Linked DNA regions of Triticum aestivum: region 2 is linked to region 1. The links are chromatin contacts, called in public Hi-C maps. All regions are on one chromosome and are shown on one strand. Each heading gives the region's core, a stretch centred on a gene start, on an enhancer-like site or on the middle of the called end of the contact. The rest is flanking DNA. Distances are from core to core; before and after follow the strand shown.

The links. Hi-C and Micro-C count contacts between places; a contact is called where the count stands out from the background.
Region 2: a Hi-C map of leaf shows a contact between it and region 1, with 6 times the contacts expected there. The contact joins the promoter of LOC123102677 here to the enhancer-like site in region 1. A contact is called at or near these places in 1 of 5 Hi-C or Micro-C datasets (leaf) and 1 of 1 datasets of contacts at active chromatin or transcription factors (leaf).

The regions. Positions count from the first base shown.
Region 1 is chr5A:145,083,029-145,090,819 of IWGSC CS RefSeq v2.1, forward strand. No RefSeq gene overlaps it. Among protein-coding and RNA genes, the nearest start is that of LOC123102676, 120 kb to the left of the region's middle. Within about 2 kb of position 4,028, at least 3 of the 8 cell types and tissues checked have an H3K27ac peak or open chromatin away from gene starts, as enhancers often do. A contact at or near this core is called in leaf, where this site is marked.
Region 2 is chr5A:145,619,513-145,627,303 of IWGSC CS RefSeq v2.1, forward strand. It overlaps LOC123102677 (guanylate kinase 1), which reads left to right and starts at 2,640. Exons shown (of 11, transcript XM_044524101.1): 1 at 2,640-2,931; 2 at 3,308-3,355; 3 at 3,504-3,593; 4 at 4,099-4,175; 5 at 4,264-4,390; 6 at 4,886-5,248; 7 at 5,322-5,443; 8 at 5,568-5,703; 9 at 5,814-5,859; 10 at 5,941-6,049; 11 at 6,136-6,573. The coding sequence starts at 3,353. The coding sequence ends at 6,244.

The sequences.
Region 1 (7,791 bases), core at 2,778-5,277:
ATAATTCAAGTTGCCTTACATCGATTTAGATGGCATGTGAGGTACATTTGCTCAAATCTTTAGGTGTTGGATCATAAAAAACAACATGCTGGTGTGACAACATCCAAATCATTGCTGAGCACATCATTGACCAAAAGCAATGGAACAAAATTGTTTTTTGTATAATTGCTACCAGCCATATGGTTTCATGTGATGAATATACACTACAATATGTTGCAAACAATTCACTTGAAAATTAAATATGCGGTAACACAATCGAATAGCTCCACTTCATCTTTGAAGTCGCCTGCATTTTTTTCTGTCCAATTTGGTCGGTTTTGTTCATCTTTTTGGCCTCGTTTTTTCTTTTTCTGTCCATTTTGGATGGTTTTTATTCTTTTTAAATTATGTATTCACTTTATTTTTCATGAACTTTTCTTTTACAAATTCACGCACTTTTTCCTAATTTGTGAACTTTGTTTCAAGTTCGTGATTTTTTTCCAAATTCATGAATATATTTGTATTCAAGAATATTTTTCAAATTTGCGAATATTTTTTTACCTTTTCCAAACTCTCACGAATGTTTTTTATTTGCATTGTTTTTCTTCCAAATTTACGATCTTTCTCAAATTATTATTTTTTATTTTTTTCGAACTCTTAAATATGTTTTTGTATTCACGGACATTTTTCATATTCATTATTTAAAGAAATATGAACCTTTTTCATATTCACGAACAATTTTGAAATTCATGTATTTTAAAAAATGTTTGTAATTTTTCAAGTTTGTGAACTTTTTCTAGTTTTGTAAAATTTCTTAAATTCATGATTTTTTTCAAAATTATGATCCTTTCCAAATTCATGTATGTTTTTAAGAAATTTGTGATGTCTTGCAAATATGTGAATATTTTTTTGTATTCATGAAACATTTACAAATTTGTTATTTTTAAATTTTTTGAATCTTTTGCAAATTCACAAACTTTTTCCAAATTCGTGAACTTTCTAAAAATGTGTGAACTTTTTCCAAATTATTGGAACCTTTTTCCAAATTCTTAGACTTTTTAATATGCCTTTTTTGTATTCATGAATATATCTTTCCAATTCACGAACCTTTTTCAAATTCATGAACCTTTTCCAAATTTGCAAGCTTTTTTAATTCATGAAAAAAAAACTCATGAATAGTTTTCCGAATTTGTGCTTTTTGAAATTGCATGATGTTTTTAGAAAGTAGTCAGTCAACAACCTTGGTCAATGGTCATGGGAAAGTTAAGGGCAAACCAACGAACGAGCAATCCAACAACTGACCGAGCGAGTCGATGGAGAGCCAACGCGCTAATGGGTCACATCACCGTGAATTCTGCGCCAGCGCCTTGGAGCTTCCAGGTGTCTCAAGCACTAAGAGGAGGCCTCTCATCCAAACTGGTGTGTGGATATTTAGAGGCCGCATTGTATGACAAAAGTGTCTAGTCCATGTGGTCTAGACTTTTACATGCACTTTAAGGTACCGGAGATGCCCTAAGAGCAAGTCTAATAAGATACACTTAGGACGTGTTCGGTTCCTCCCCAGCTTCATAAAACTCCACAGATTCAACTTTTCCTCCTCGCTTCTAGCTTCAGGTAGCGATTCCAGGAGCGTTCTGGACATCGGCAACTTCTCCCGCAGCTGCAGCCCAGTTGAGAGGGTTGTGGCCTGTTAGGCGTAGGTTGGGCCGGCTGGATGCAACCCATTTAGGATGGGCTAGCTATTCGATCGAGGATCGGAGCTGGGCCGACCTTGCTTCTCTTTTTTACATGCAGGAAGAAGCAACTTCGTGAATTCAGCTTCTTAGGCTAAAACCATTCGGGACAATTTCATCTGTGAAGTTCTCAAAGTGTGAAGCCGGAGGACATTAGAACAGGCCCTTAGTAGACTGTAAATATTAAGTTTTTTGCTGAGTTGGATGACATGAAAGATGAGAGAAAAGAGAAGCGGGTTATAGATTAACATCGAGCTGCAACACAGGCTTCAAAAAATATTTTGAGAATGTGAGGTGGGTTAGATATTAATAAAGTAGTGGTCACGCTGTATCATAATACGAGACATTTGTTGAAACTGTGTAGTGTTAAAAAAGGTTTTATATTATAAGATAGAGGGAATATTTCTTAATAACATACTAACATATTGACTATTAAATTGGCTATGAACAACGTGTCAATTTCATATAACCGGTTTTTCTACAATCATATAACCGGTTGTTGCCTATGTGTTTGACTATCAAAGCTAGGAGACAGGCACCTTGTACAAAGAATCTGACAAAGTAACGGCGCCCAAACGGGCACGCTCTCTGCAATCGGTTGGAACTTGCAGCGTAATACTACGAGTGGCTGAACTGGTCTTGATATTGAGTCAAATTCTCACACCAGATTCTGTCAAAAAAAAAAATCTCACACCACATCAGATTGTAGATGCAAGACGACTCTTCTCACGGACGGGCCTGGTCGTCGATGGATTGATAGAATATGTTCCATTCGACAGTCGCCAGAATACCAACAATAATGTACTAGCACGTATGCACTACAAAGTTTGCTTGTTAGAGCATCTCCAACGGCAGCAACACGCGCGCGAGGTAAACGTAGTCTTTAGCGCGCGCGGGGCGTTTTGCCGTGCTCCAGCGGCGACGGAAAAACCACACGCGCGGGGAACCGCTTGCGCGCGCAAAAAGACGCCAGCTCGCGCGCCATCTTTTGCGCGCCGCTTCCGCCGCGTCTATAAAGTGCGGCGCGCGCCACGCGTCTTTCCACGCCTCCTTTTCTCCTCTTCCTCTCTCTTTCTGCCACGCGCCGCTCCAGCACCCCGCCACCGACGCGCCGCCATGCCGCCATGCCGCCGGGCCGCCGAGGAGCGTCCGGCTACCGCGGCATCCGCCTGCGCCCCAACGGCGGCTACTACGCGGAGATACGCTCCGGCGATCTCCGGCTCGGTCTCGGCACGTACGGGACAGCGCGAGGCCGGCCGCGCGTACGACGCGGCGGCGTGGCGCCTAGGCTGGCCGCGCGGCCAGATGAACTTCCAGGATGTCTACACGCTCCAGCAAGCGCTCGACCGTGCCCCGCCGCCTCGTCTGAACACGGCACAAGACCGTGCGGAGCACGCCGAGCGGCAGCGCCGCCTCCTCGTCGCCCAGGAGGACGAGCGGGTCATGGCGGAGTGGCGCCACCGCCACCCGGAGGACGTCGCCTACGAGCAGTCCTACTGGGCAAGGCGTGGAGGACACGCGAAGGCGCCACGAGGCGCGGTTGGACAGGCGTCGGCGCAAGGCGTTGGCGAACGCGCAGTCCGATCTCGTTGAAGCAGGTGGGCAGTCGTTCTTCACGCCGGATGATGATCGGTGGTTGGACATCTGACTGGATAACTCGGACAACACCGCCGAGGAGGATGACGATAGTGATGATAGCGACTTAGACTAGTTTTTTTATGCAATCTATCTCGTGTTTTATCATTTGTCGTTTTTAATTATTATGCAATCTATGTTTCGGATGTAAAATACCTTTGTATCGTTAAAATCTATGCAATCTATCTATTTTTTAATAGTCTAGAATGAGCGCGCGCTGCTTTTTTGCGCACTGCTGGAGCGGCGCGCGCGCTACATTTTAGCACGGCTGCTGGAGCGGACGCAGCGCGCCACGCCAAACCAGCCGATGCGCGCGCGGCATGTGTGTTTTTTGCGCGCGGCGCGACCGGCGCCTGTTGGAGATGCTCTTAGTAGTACTGATCTGGCAGGTATACGTGTGTGTATTCATGCGGTTCTTCTTACCTAGGAGTCTGTCAAAGAGGGCCATATGCAGATTGGTTGCGATGTCACCGTACGTCCTTCTCAAGGCTACTATTAAAACATGGCTTTCGTTCAGGAATCAGGATCAAATCTGATTAGCTATCTATATAATGATTTTGTCAAAGGTTGGTGGCGCGCCGGTTGTCGGCTTCCACGAGGAGGGGGTTGTCACTGTCGCAGCAGGCCAGAATGAAGGGAGGCAGGTTTCAGGCGGGAAGGGGACTGCAAGTTGCACGCCCACTTGCGCGGAAAGGGCGAGGAACATACCAGACCGGGCCAGTTGACCACTTGTAGCCGCCCCACTGCCGGTGCTTACTGGAGCTCGGATTTATGTGCTTTCCAGTTGTTTATAGGTCATGAGTTCAGTTCACTGTACATGCCTCGAGACGCTTGAGATGGATCAACGGCCGAGTCGTCCTAGGGTTAGGGTTTGCCCGGCTAGAAACTAGAGCGGGCGGTGCTTATAAAATAAGCTAGAGGATATCCCATGGGTTGCTGTGAGAATTGAATGACGTAAACTTTTGATTTATATTTAGAATACATATGATTTATTATACTCCCACCGTTTCTAAATATAAGTCTTTTTAAAGATTCAAATATGAATTACAGACGAAGCAAAATGAGTGAATTTACACTCTAAAATATATTTATATACATCCCTATGTAGTCCATATATTTATATTCATTATTGTATGATGAGGTGGCATGCTTATGTTTAGTTAAATAAGTTTGTGGGAGCGACTCTTAGGACTCCTATATAGGAATTGTTTCGTTTCTTTGGAAGGAAGGTCGAGGCCCGGCCATGATGTCCACAACCATCATCATTCATGGAAGTCATGGCATAAAAACAAAACCGATGCTCCGAAGATGCTACTTCAAAAGCATTATGTATTTTATGTTTTTTGCCATGACTTTCACAAATGTGATTTCATGCTGAAAAATTTAATAAGCACTCAAAACATTCCTTAATGTTTACCACAAAAAAATCAGAAGTTTTTTCAATAATTTTTTATTTTACTATTTATGCAAGAGCATTTGAGCTTGAGCTCAGAGTAGGACTTCAGCTAACAAATGGACTACATAGCATATACAATGACAACCGAATCATTTCAAGATATGAAATTTATGAACTTATGGCTAACTCAACTTTTTCAGTAACCTTCAAGAAGGATAAATGCCTTCGACGCCCATTTCGCCATGTCTGGGCGGAGAAAACTAGTGTGAGCATCCAAGGAGACACGATCCTCGAGATCCGCTAAAATGGTCAGACCCCGGTGCTGCACCATCCCAAAAAGTGTGAGTCTCCTAGTGTTTGGAGCCCGGGATGATTTCGTGCCTCCCAAACATGCTTCCAGGAACCCCCTCGATCATCAACACCAGCCAGTCGCCCCCCTCCCACGGGAGGGATGTACGGTCAACCATCAAGCCTCGGTTGCCCGGATAGGAACTCACATAGTCGTCTAGTGTGACCATCGAAGGGCCTACCCCTCTAAAGCGACCCTTGCCGCCTGGGGTCATCATGACTGACGCGTGATGGCTGGTGATGCCTCATTTATTGGACCTGTCATCTTTTGGGCCCTTTTGGCTTCTGCCACTCTTAAGGACGGTGTGACAGTTCTCGCTCATCCTCAGTGACGATCGGATTTGATGGAATAGTCCGAGGCATGGCATTACATCGCTACAGGACGATGGTGATATGTCTCACATGTGTCTACTTTCAAACACTTTTGCTGTCATTTTGGCCTCTAAGTTGCATGATTTGAATGAAACTAAGCCGGACTGGCACTATTTTCAGCAGAACTACCATGATGTTATTTTGTGCAGGAATAAAAGTGCTTGGAATTGGACGGGAATTTTGGAGAATGATTTTAGAATATTAAGGATTTATGGAACAAATATGGACCACATGGGGGGGGGGGGGCTAGCCCTCTCACGGCAGGTGGCGCGTCCACCCCCTTGGTCGCGCCATGTGAAGGTGTGGGGCTCGTGGCCACCGCCTTACTATGATTCCACTGCCATAAATTCATATATATACATAGCCGCCACCACCTCCTGTATTTCCTTTAGATATCTGATCTGGGGTATGTTTTTGGCTTTGGATGGGGGGATTCATCGTCGTTGTCACCACTAACCCTTCTCCATCAACAATTCATGATGCTCATATCCATGTGTGAATAATTCTTCAGTAGGCACATGGAGTTAGATGTGAATTAAATTAGAATTCTTATGTATTCGATGTGAGTTTTGTTAGGGCTTGATGCCTAGTATCCACTATATTGTGAGATTGATATTGTTATGACTTTGCTATGCTTAATCCTTGTCATTAGGGTCCGAGTGCCATGATTTAGATCTGAATCCTCTATATTTTTATGAATATATTTGTGTTCTTGATGATATCTGCAAGTTGTATGCACCTGTTATCGTTCTGAACCCTAGCTCCAGAAGTGACAATAATTGAGATATCGACGGGGATGACTTTGCCATGAGGATTGCATGTATTCACCATATGTTAATGCTTTGTTCTGGTTTTCTATTAGAATGAGCACCTTAATTACCCTTAATTTCCATTAGGATCCTACCATCATGGGAGGATAGGACAAACATCTTGTGCGATTTCTTATCGCAAGCGCATGCAAGTATTTATGAAATGCATGCCTACATATGATTGACGAATTGGAGGTTGTCGCTCTATGTTATGACTGTTGCATATTGAACCCCGTCCAAACCAAACCTACTATCTACTTCCATGTCTACCTTTTCTATTATTGTTGCTCTCATTACAATTACTATTGTTGCATTCCGCTACTACTCTGCAATACTGGTATTGTTACCACTATTATCATTTTATCACTACTGCTATCAAACTACAGTGTTACTACTAAATTGTTGCAAGCAAGATATCTATACAAGTGTGGTTGAACTAACAACTCAACTTCTAAGGCTTATAAATATTCTTTGGCTCCCCTTGTGTTGAATCAATAAATTTGGGTTGAAATACTTCCCTCGAAGACTGTAGCGATCCCTGATAGCCCACAAGTATAGGGGGTCATTTGTAGCCTTTTTCGATATGTAAGAGTGTCAAACCCAATGAGGAGCTAAAGGTAGAATTAAGATTCTCTTCAAACGAGTTCCTGCTAGTCCTCAAGTAGGTAAATGATAAAATAAAGATATTTTTTGATGTGGAATGCTACCCAGCACAATCTGGAACAAAAAGTATAATCATGGCATGAATATTAGATACAAGTGATTCAAGGCAATATACTATCATTTGACATAAAGACATCAATACTCAGGCATACTCACAAACAATCATGCCCTTCAAAATAAAGAATGCTAGCTCTACAAAATCATATAGCTTAGCATGCTTAGTCTTCCTAGCATAAAGTATAAATCATGAGCACCCCGGTGCCAAACCAAGCAATTGTATCATACTTTTTCTCGCTTCAGCTTTTTCAATTTCACTCAATACATGAGCGTGAGCCATGGACTTGGCACTTTGGATGGCAAACAGAATGATGATTGGGGTTATAAGGGAAGACAAAAGTGGAGATAGTCTCACACAGATGATGCTGATCGTTAGGCAATGGAGAGGCTTTACAATCAATGTCAATGTGAGGAGTAGGTATTGCCATGCAACAAATGCACTAGAGCTATAAGTGTATGAATGCTCACTACTAAAACTAAGTGGGTGTTGGAAATATGCCCTAGAGGCAATAATATTTTATTATTATATTTCCATTATTCATAATTAAGAGTTTATATTTCATGCTATAATTGTTATGATCCTGGAATATGCGATTCAGTGGAAAACTCATAAGCATGTATGAAATGATAAACGGTAAACAATAGGTTCCCGGTCTTGCCTAAGAGACTGGCTCAAGTGTTGTTGGTGATCATATTTTCTGAATCTTAGGATATCGTTAAGTGTAACGATAGTCCTAAAAAAACATTGAGGGTGTGACGTTAGAAGAATGATCATATTGAATCGACCCAATACTTGTTT
Region 2 (7,791 bases), core at 1,390-3,889, 540 kb after region 1:
CTCGACGAGGTTGGTGCAGGTTTCCGACTCAGGTTCAGACCCGCCGATCTTGTCGATGAAGACGTGAATTCCGTCGAAGGGGACCCGACACCCGTATTCGATTGAGTTGGCCTCGGGACCCCAGCCAGCATCGTCGATGTAGAGCTTGTCGCGGTGACTCTTGGTCATCCTGCCAACGGCGTATCCCTCGATCCCTAGGAAATCGCCCTTCAAGAACTCGAAATCACCGTGCGCTGGCCCCACGGTGGGCGCCAACTGTCGTGGTTTTGTCACGACAGATGTCCTAGTGAAAGGACTTAAGCGTGAAGCCATCACAACGATGATTAGCTTGTCGGGGTTGAGCGGGACGAGAGACACGAGTTTACCCAGGTTCGGCCCCTCACGGTGGAGGTAAAAGCCTACTCCTGCTCTTGTTGCTTATTGCTTGAATATCGATTACAAGGGAGCGGATTCGCTTGACCTAGATCTCGATTGATTGTAACCTATCTATTCTATGTTGGGGACTCGCCTTTATATACCGATCGAGGCCACCGGCTTACAAGAGTCCTGGTCGGGTTACGATACGTGACGGAACCTTACTCTAAGTCGCCTTGCTTTACAAGGTAAATTATTACATGGCGGGTTACACTCTTGGGCTGCCTTTTGACCTTGGGTTCTAAGCCAACCCATCTTGTGGGCCGCCCTTCTTATACGGCGCCTTGTTCATCTTGGCCCATCAGAAACCCAGCTCTTTAAGTCGCCAATGATCGTGGGGTTATATCCCCAACACTAGGGAAAAATAGAAGTTGATATGAACGCGACAAAACTTGATAACAAGTTTTTGGCCATGACATAATCATTATCTTAGTGCGAGACATGTCTAATTAGTAAATATACGCGAACACTATACAGAAAAGATGGTGCAAAAAGAATGACGTCTCGTGTTAAACTGGAGTAATTAGAAAGCTAGCAACCGTTTTGCATCTTTCTGGCGATATCACGTTGGTTTAAAAAATGATGCAAAACCAACATGATATCACCATAAAAATGGTTCTCCAATACTTTAGATGGACCTCAAACTTTCCTTTTCCCTTTGCCCCTTACAGAAGAAAACCTACTGAGAACCCTAATAATGTTTCTATTTCTGATGCTAAAACTCAGGAGCGTGAAGAGCATGAACCTAGTCAGGATAATGATAATAACGATGATGATAATGATGCTACACCTAATGATAATAATGAACCTGAAAAGGAGGTAGAGGTAGAACCTGAAGTAGAACTTGATGACCCACCTCCAAGGAATAAAAGATATGATAAAAGAGATTATGTTGCTAGGAAACATGGTAGAGAAATGGAACCATGAGTACAAAAGCCTATGCCTTTTCCTAATAGGACATTGAAATCTAAAGATGAAGACATTTAACCAATTTGTTGAATTACTTAGACCTCTTTGCCTTCATGTTCCTTTGATCAGTGATATTAAAATGCCTCCTTATTACAAGTACATGAAAGATATTGTTACTAAAAAAAGGAAAATACCTGAAGCTCAAACAATGCAAACATGGGGGATATTGTTACTAACAATGCAAACAAACCATGAGCCACAAATAAGAACATGACCGATAAAGGGGGATCAAGTTCGCAATCCATGAGTACAAAAGCCTATGTCTTTTCTGTGCATTTTGTCCTCACTCGTGCGTGCCTGAGAGCAACTTCCCGGTTGGTCATCCATTCTTAAATCGCTCCAAGCCAAACAAGCTTAATTTTAGAGTTCTTTTCGAATGGGCTCCAAAAAAAGAAGAAATTCCTTATTGATATGAGTAGCCTATGATTCCTATTAAGCTAGACTCTCACACCACATGCTGGTTCGTTCAAATCCAAGCAGACTACATTAAATTTCAGGAAGTATCACAACAAGGTAACACAAGTCATTATCCAGCTTACCCACCTGTGAGCAAAGCCCAACTTTCACATCGCTCGCTCCAAGAACACCAAATCCACATGAGCATTGGCCTCGAACAGATCCAACTTATAAGCACAATAACTATTGTGCATAGGGTTTTCGCATGCTGAATATAATGCAAAGATTCAAAAGACAATAAGGATAAGGCGGCAAGGACGGATGCACTCCGAAACACATGGGTTGACCAATGCTAGGGAGAAATAGAAGTAGATATGAATATGACAAAACTTGATAACAATTCAAGCAAGCACTATATATCTTTTGGCCATGACATAATCAACATCTCAGTGCCAAACATATATAATTAGGAAATATATGCGGACATGACACTGCAAAAAGAACGGCGCGGAAAGAACGGCGCTTCTCTAGCGTCATTCGTCAAACTCTAGCCACGGTTTCCCCTCAAAAAAAAAAAAAAAACTCTAGCCACGGTTCTCCAATGCTTGAGATGGACCTCAGACTTTACTTTTCCCTTTGCCCCTTATTGAATCGACCTCAGGTCGGTCTAACGTGCGAAGAAAGGGCAAAAAAGGGTTAGGCTGGCGTAGAAAAGGTCCAAACTATACTAGCCAGGGAAAGAAGCGATGCTCTAGGCCTAGGGGTTCGGGTCAAGACACAAGACCAGATCCACGGAATCCGACCAAAATAATGCAGTTCCATCGATATAAAGGAGAGAGAGAGAGGGGAGAAATGAAAAGCGAAAAGGGGAGGAGAAAAAGTTGTATAAAAACGCCGCAGCCTCGCCGTCGCTTCTTCCCTGCCAAATTCCAATTCCAACCCGAGAGGGCTCCTGCCCCCGTTTGATCCCTCCCCTCCCTCCCCCCTCCTCCCATCCCAGCGCCGCCGCCGCCTCGACCCCCTCCTTCCTCCGCGCTGACCGCCCCGTCGCACCAGCCGCCGCCGCGGCGACATTCATTACCGCGTTCCTTCGTTTCTCGGCCTCCAGCTCGGGGCGGCGCCGGGATCGCGGGATCTCGTCGGGGAAGCCAGGTTTGTGCCCGGCGTATCTGGTTTTCGGTCCTGCACGGCTCGATTTAGGGTTTCCTTGATTGTTCCTGGAATGGTCGCGACGGTGGTTGGTGCCTGGTTCTTAGGAAGACGGCACCCCCTATGGCTGCGTTTTGTTGGATCTAGCCTTGGAATGGTAATGGCGCGTGATTAGTGTAGCTTGGTCGCGTAGCCTGTCGTCCTCGTTGCGGAAAGCTCGATTCCTGAAATGTGTGAGAGCAAATGAAAGGTTCGCTTCTTCTTTTGGCGGTGGATGTTGGGATGAATTCATCCACCTGGGTCTTATTCTCTGAGTAAATCAATCTACTGTTTAAAATATTTTTCCTGATCATTTGTCTATGCTCACTTTTATGAACAGGACGCGCCAGGCTCGTAGCATCTGCTCCCGATCACGGCTTATTTTATGGTGAGTTCATCACTAGCTTTTTGTGCGCTCCTTTTTCTCTGTTCTTTTGATGTTGTAAGTTAGGTAGCATGTCAAGGAAGATTAGGCGGAGATTATATTAGGTATCATGCCTAACAGAGTCCAAATTTTGGTTTGATGTGATAAACAGGGTGAAGAGGCTCCTGAGTTTCGCGTTGACCGCATCACCTTGGGGTCCAAGGATTGCCAACAGAATGCCATAGTTGTTGGCGATAAGACAGTGAGTCCCTTGAATAAGTCAACTCATATACATATGCTTTCAATTTGATTTTAGATATGTTTGACTGCCACTATTTCTTGTTCATAGTTATTGAAGTCACCACCTCTATTATGTTGCTTGCAAATTAACAAGATTTGAGCTTAGAAAGCTGGCAACAGTTTTGCATCTTTGTGGCGAGATCATGTTGGTTTTGGTAGAGATGTTGCAAGAATGTGTTGCGCTAGAATTGGAACAGCAAGCAAGATATGCCATCCTTTTTATTTTGAGATCAAAAGGAGAGCTGAGCTGTTTGTTTCATTAATAATTATAAAGTTACTGTAGGTATAATGTATGGTACCGAATGACCTTCCTGTACTTATCTGGCTCACTGGCTGCACCAACTTACACCTACTGTTTCCCATATCTTCAGTAAAATAATCTTTTCCCATGTAGCTGCAATGTTTATCATACCAAGGAGCACCCTAAAGTATAAAGCTAGATTGTAACAACACTTTTTTTTTTGCAGTATGTAATTGGCAGAACAGATGATGACTCAAAGTCAACCTTTGGCATTAAAATTCTGGACAAACTAACTCAGACTTGGTATAGTACTTCTCATTTTTGTTCTTGCCATTTTTATAATTTTCTTGGTTCTTAGTGGATGGTCATTCAACTATTTCTTTTGTGGCAGGATTGTGCCGACAGTACTTGGAGCACAGCCTCCATCCAAGTCGCACTCAGCAATTCTTGTAAATGAGGAGAAGATATTGGTTGTTGAGAAGGGCATTTCCTTGAATGATTCCATCTGGTTCCTTGAGGTAACATTACCTAGATTGACAAAGAGCTATCCTTCTTGGTCCGTCTAGTGTTCTTACTTTACAAAAATACAGAGGAAGGATTTGTTCACCTTTTTAATGGTGGGCCTGGTGAGCTTCAAGTAAACTTGATAATCTTTGGTTGCCTACACAAACTCAGAGTTACAAACTGAAAAAGTGGTCTTTTTGGTTTGTGCTATCTCACGATGCAGTGTTGTTTGTTTTGTAATGATGTACTTCGTCTTACTGGCAAGCCAGAACTGTATTAGTGGCATGATGGTAACTGGTATCGTGTCTTAGCTCATCTATTGTTCAGTAAATGTAGATCTCTCTTTCTGTGTGTGTGGGGGTGTGGGTGTGTGTGTGTGTGTGTGTGTGTGTGTAGCACAGGGTATAGTAGACACTGTATATTTTTGCGTGACAATATTTCATGATTATTAATTTTCATTTTTACTAATTGACCTGTCTGAGCTCACCCTCTTTTTCTTTACATCTCAGATAGATACCCCCTTTGTTAAACAACAGCGGAAAATCAAGGGTTCAGAAGTTGTTTCCTGGAGCAAGGGAGTACTTGGCGTTGCCCAAAAACCAGTTGTGATTAGTGGGCCATCTGGTGTTGGTAAAGGGACGCTGATAGCAAAATTGATGAAAGAGTACCCATTGAAATTTGGGTTCTCTGTTAGCCACACTACAAGGTCTCCAAGGGTGAAGGAAATAGATGGTGTCCACTACCATTTTGCTGGAAGAAGCAAGATGGAACAAGACATAAGTGAGGGGGAATTCCTTGAATTTGCTCATGTTCATGGAAATCTCTATGGGACGAGTATTGAAGCAGTTGAATCTGTTACTGACGAGGGGAAGGTAAAATCACTTCCACTTCTATACTAGTTTCTGAAAGGTGAGTTATTCATCTTTCCATTGCTTTTCATTGAAGAGGTGCATTCTCGACATTGATGTCCAAGGAGCACGATCTGTGAGGGCTTCTTCTCTTGAAGCAAAATTCATCTTTGTATGCCCTCCGTCATTCGAGGAACTAGAGAAGCGCCTTCGGGCACGGTATATTTGTAGATTATAGTATTTATGCATTGATAGCCTTAAGCTTTCTTTGTTTGATAATTCAGTTACAACATTATAAGGTGAAGATATGCTTCATTGACACTCTGGTCAATTGGTTATACAGGGGCACAGAAACAGAGGAACAAATCCAAAAGCGTCTAAGGAATGCTCGTGCTGAGCTTGACCAGTCCAATTCACCAGGTCTTTTTGATCATCTTTTGGTGAATGATAACCTTGAATCATGCTATGAGAATTTGAAGGTAGTTACACAGCTCACTGGTTACATAAGCTTTCCTTGCCTGGTTTTTTGAATGCAAGGCACTGTCATCGCGCCCTTTTCTTTGTATTAAATTATTATTGCAACCTGCAGAAGTTGCTTTCACTGGATGATGACCACAAAGATTCAGATGGTTGTTGTAAGTTACATGAAACTTCCTATTTCCAATTATTATTAATGCTTCATTGCGTCAAATTTTAATGTTAAATCTGTGCTTCAGTCATCGAGGATGGGAAAGCAACTGCATGTTATTCTATCCTGTCCAAAACAGAGTCAGAAGTTTTTTTGCAATCTGAAACTGGCGAAGTAGTAAAAGGAGCTGCAAGCTTGTAAGTCACCTTGCCCCTTCTATGTATTGCGTTGGTGTTAACTAATGATATGATTCTTACTCGTGCATGTTCGAATTTTTGAACAGGCTGGCGGTCGACTTATCCTCTCTCACAGGTGGTGCTCCTGGACGAACAAGAGGTCTTAAGATACACTCAATTAACTCAATTGACAATGGTCTGAAGGGCATTAGATAACCCAAAACATTCTTACAAACGATGTCGCAGAAGTGTTAACTGATGGATTTTGGATCAATTAGTGAGATATAACAGCTTCAGAAACATATTAGTTAGAGAAAGGAAAACATAAGAGGGATTTATTTCCATTTATCATTTGTTTGCCGGAGAGGCGCTTTGTTTGTTCTTTGTACCAGAAAGAGGTGAAGTCATGCCAGAGGGATTGTACCTCTTATTGTTGAGGGTTTGTGTACCTTATATTTGTTCAGTGGAACATATGTCGAGGGCCTATCTGAACCATGTTTTGTTTGTCTGCGAGAATGAAGAAATCAGGTGATGTTATAATGTTAGTCCAATTGCTGCAAATGCATTCCTGTTTCTTTAAATCCTAATATTCAGAACCTGTCTTGGTTATCATGAGGAGTTTCAGAACTTGCCTTTGTGGAAATTGTGACCCTGTTCTACACATGTACTCCCTCCGTTTTTATTTATTTCACATATGAACTTTGACCTAGGTCAAACTTGGTAAACTTAGATCAAGTTTTCTTACAATCTAAACTTTCACAAAAAATATCTATGGTATGAAAATACTGTGACCCTGTTCTACACATCTACTCCCTCCGTTTTTATTTATTTCACATATGAACTTTGACCTAACTTTGTAAACTTAGATCAAGTTTTCTTACAATCTAAACTTTCACAAAAAATATATATGGTATGAAAATATATTGAATGATGATTTTATTGGTATCGATTTGGCATTGTGGATGTTAACGTTTTTCCCTATAAATTTGGCCAAAGTTTAGAAGTTTGACCCAAGACAAAGCTAATATGCGAAGTTAACACAAACGGAGGGAGTATATTAGTAAATAGCGCATGCTTTTAAAACATAATGATATCATTCTCCAAAATACTCTCTTTGTAAGAAAATATAAGAGCGTTTAGCAGTGATCTAAACGGTTTTATATTTTGTTTTTTCTTTACAGAGGGAGTACAAACACAGCAGATGGAACGATAAATCCATTTGCTTTTGAACCAATCCCCTAAAAGAGCACTTGTACTCTGCAAACAGGTCACAGATATATACAGGCCACACACAAGTCGTCGCAAAAAGCAGAGGCTGCTGTGTCGAGCTAAAATCTGAAGACGTCGCTGCCCACCTCAACTCAACGCACAGGACAGGAGGGAGGAAGAGCATGTACATGGCATGTGGATCCAACGGAGGCCAGGTGCGTGTTCCTGGAAAATGACAGATGCTAGCATATCAACTCCCCATAGATTATGAGTTTATGACACTAGGAGTACATTGCCGAAAGCTTATGTAACCAGTGAGCTGTGCAACTAGTTACTCCCTCAGGTTCTTTTTACTCTGCATATTAGAATTCTCTGAAGTCAAACTTCACAAAGTTTGACCGTATTTATATGAAAAAATATTAACATCTGTCATGCTAAAGTTATACAATATGAAACTTTAATTCAATGACACATCTATTGATATTGATTTCAGATTGTGAATATTGATACTTTTTCTTATAAAGTTGGTCAAACTTTACGAGGCTTGACTTCAG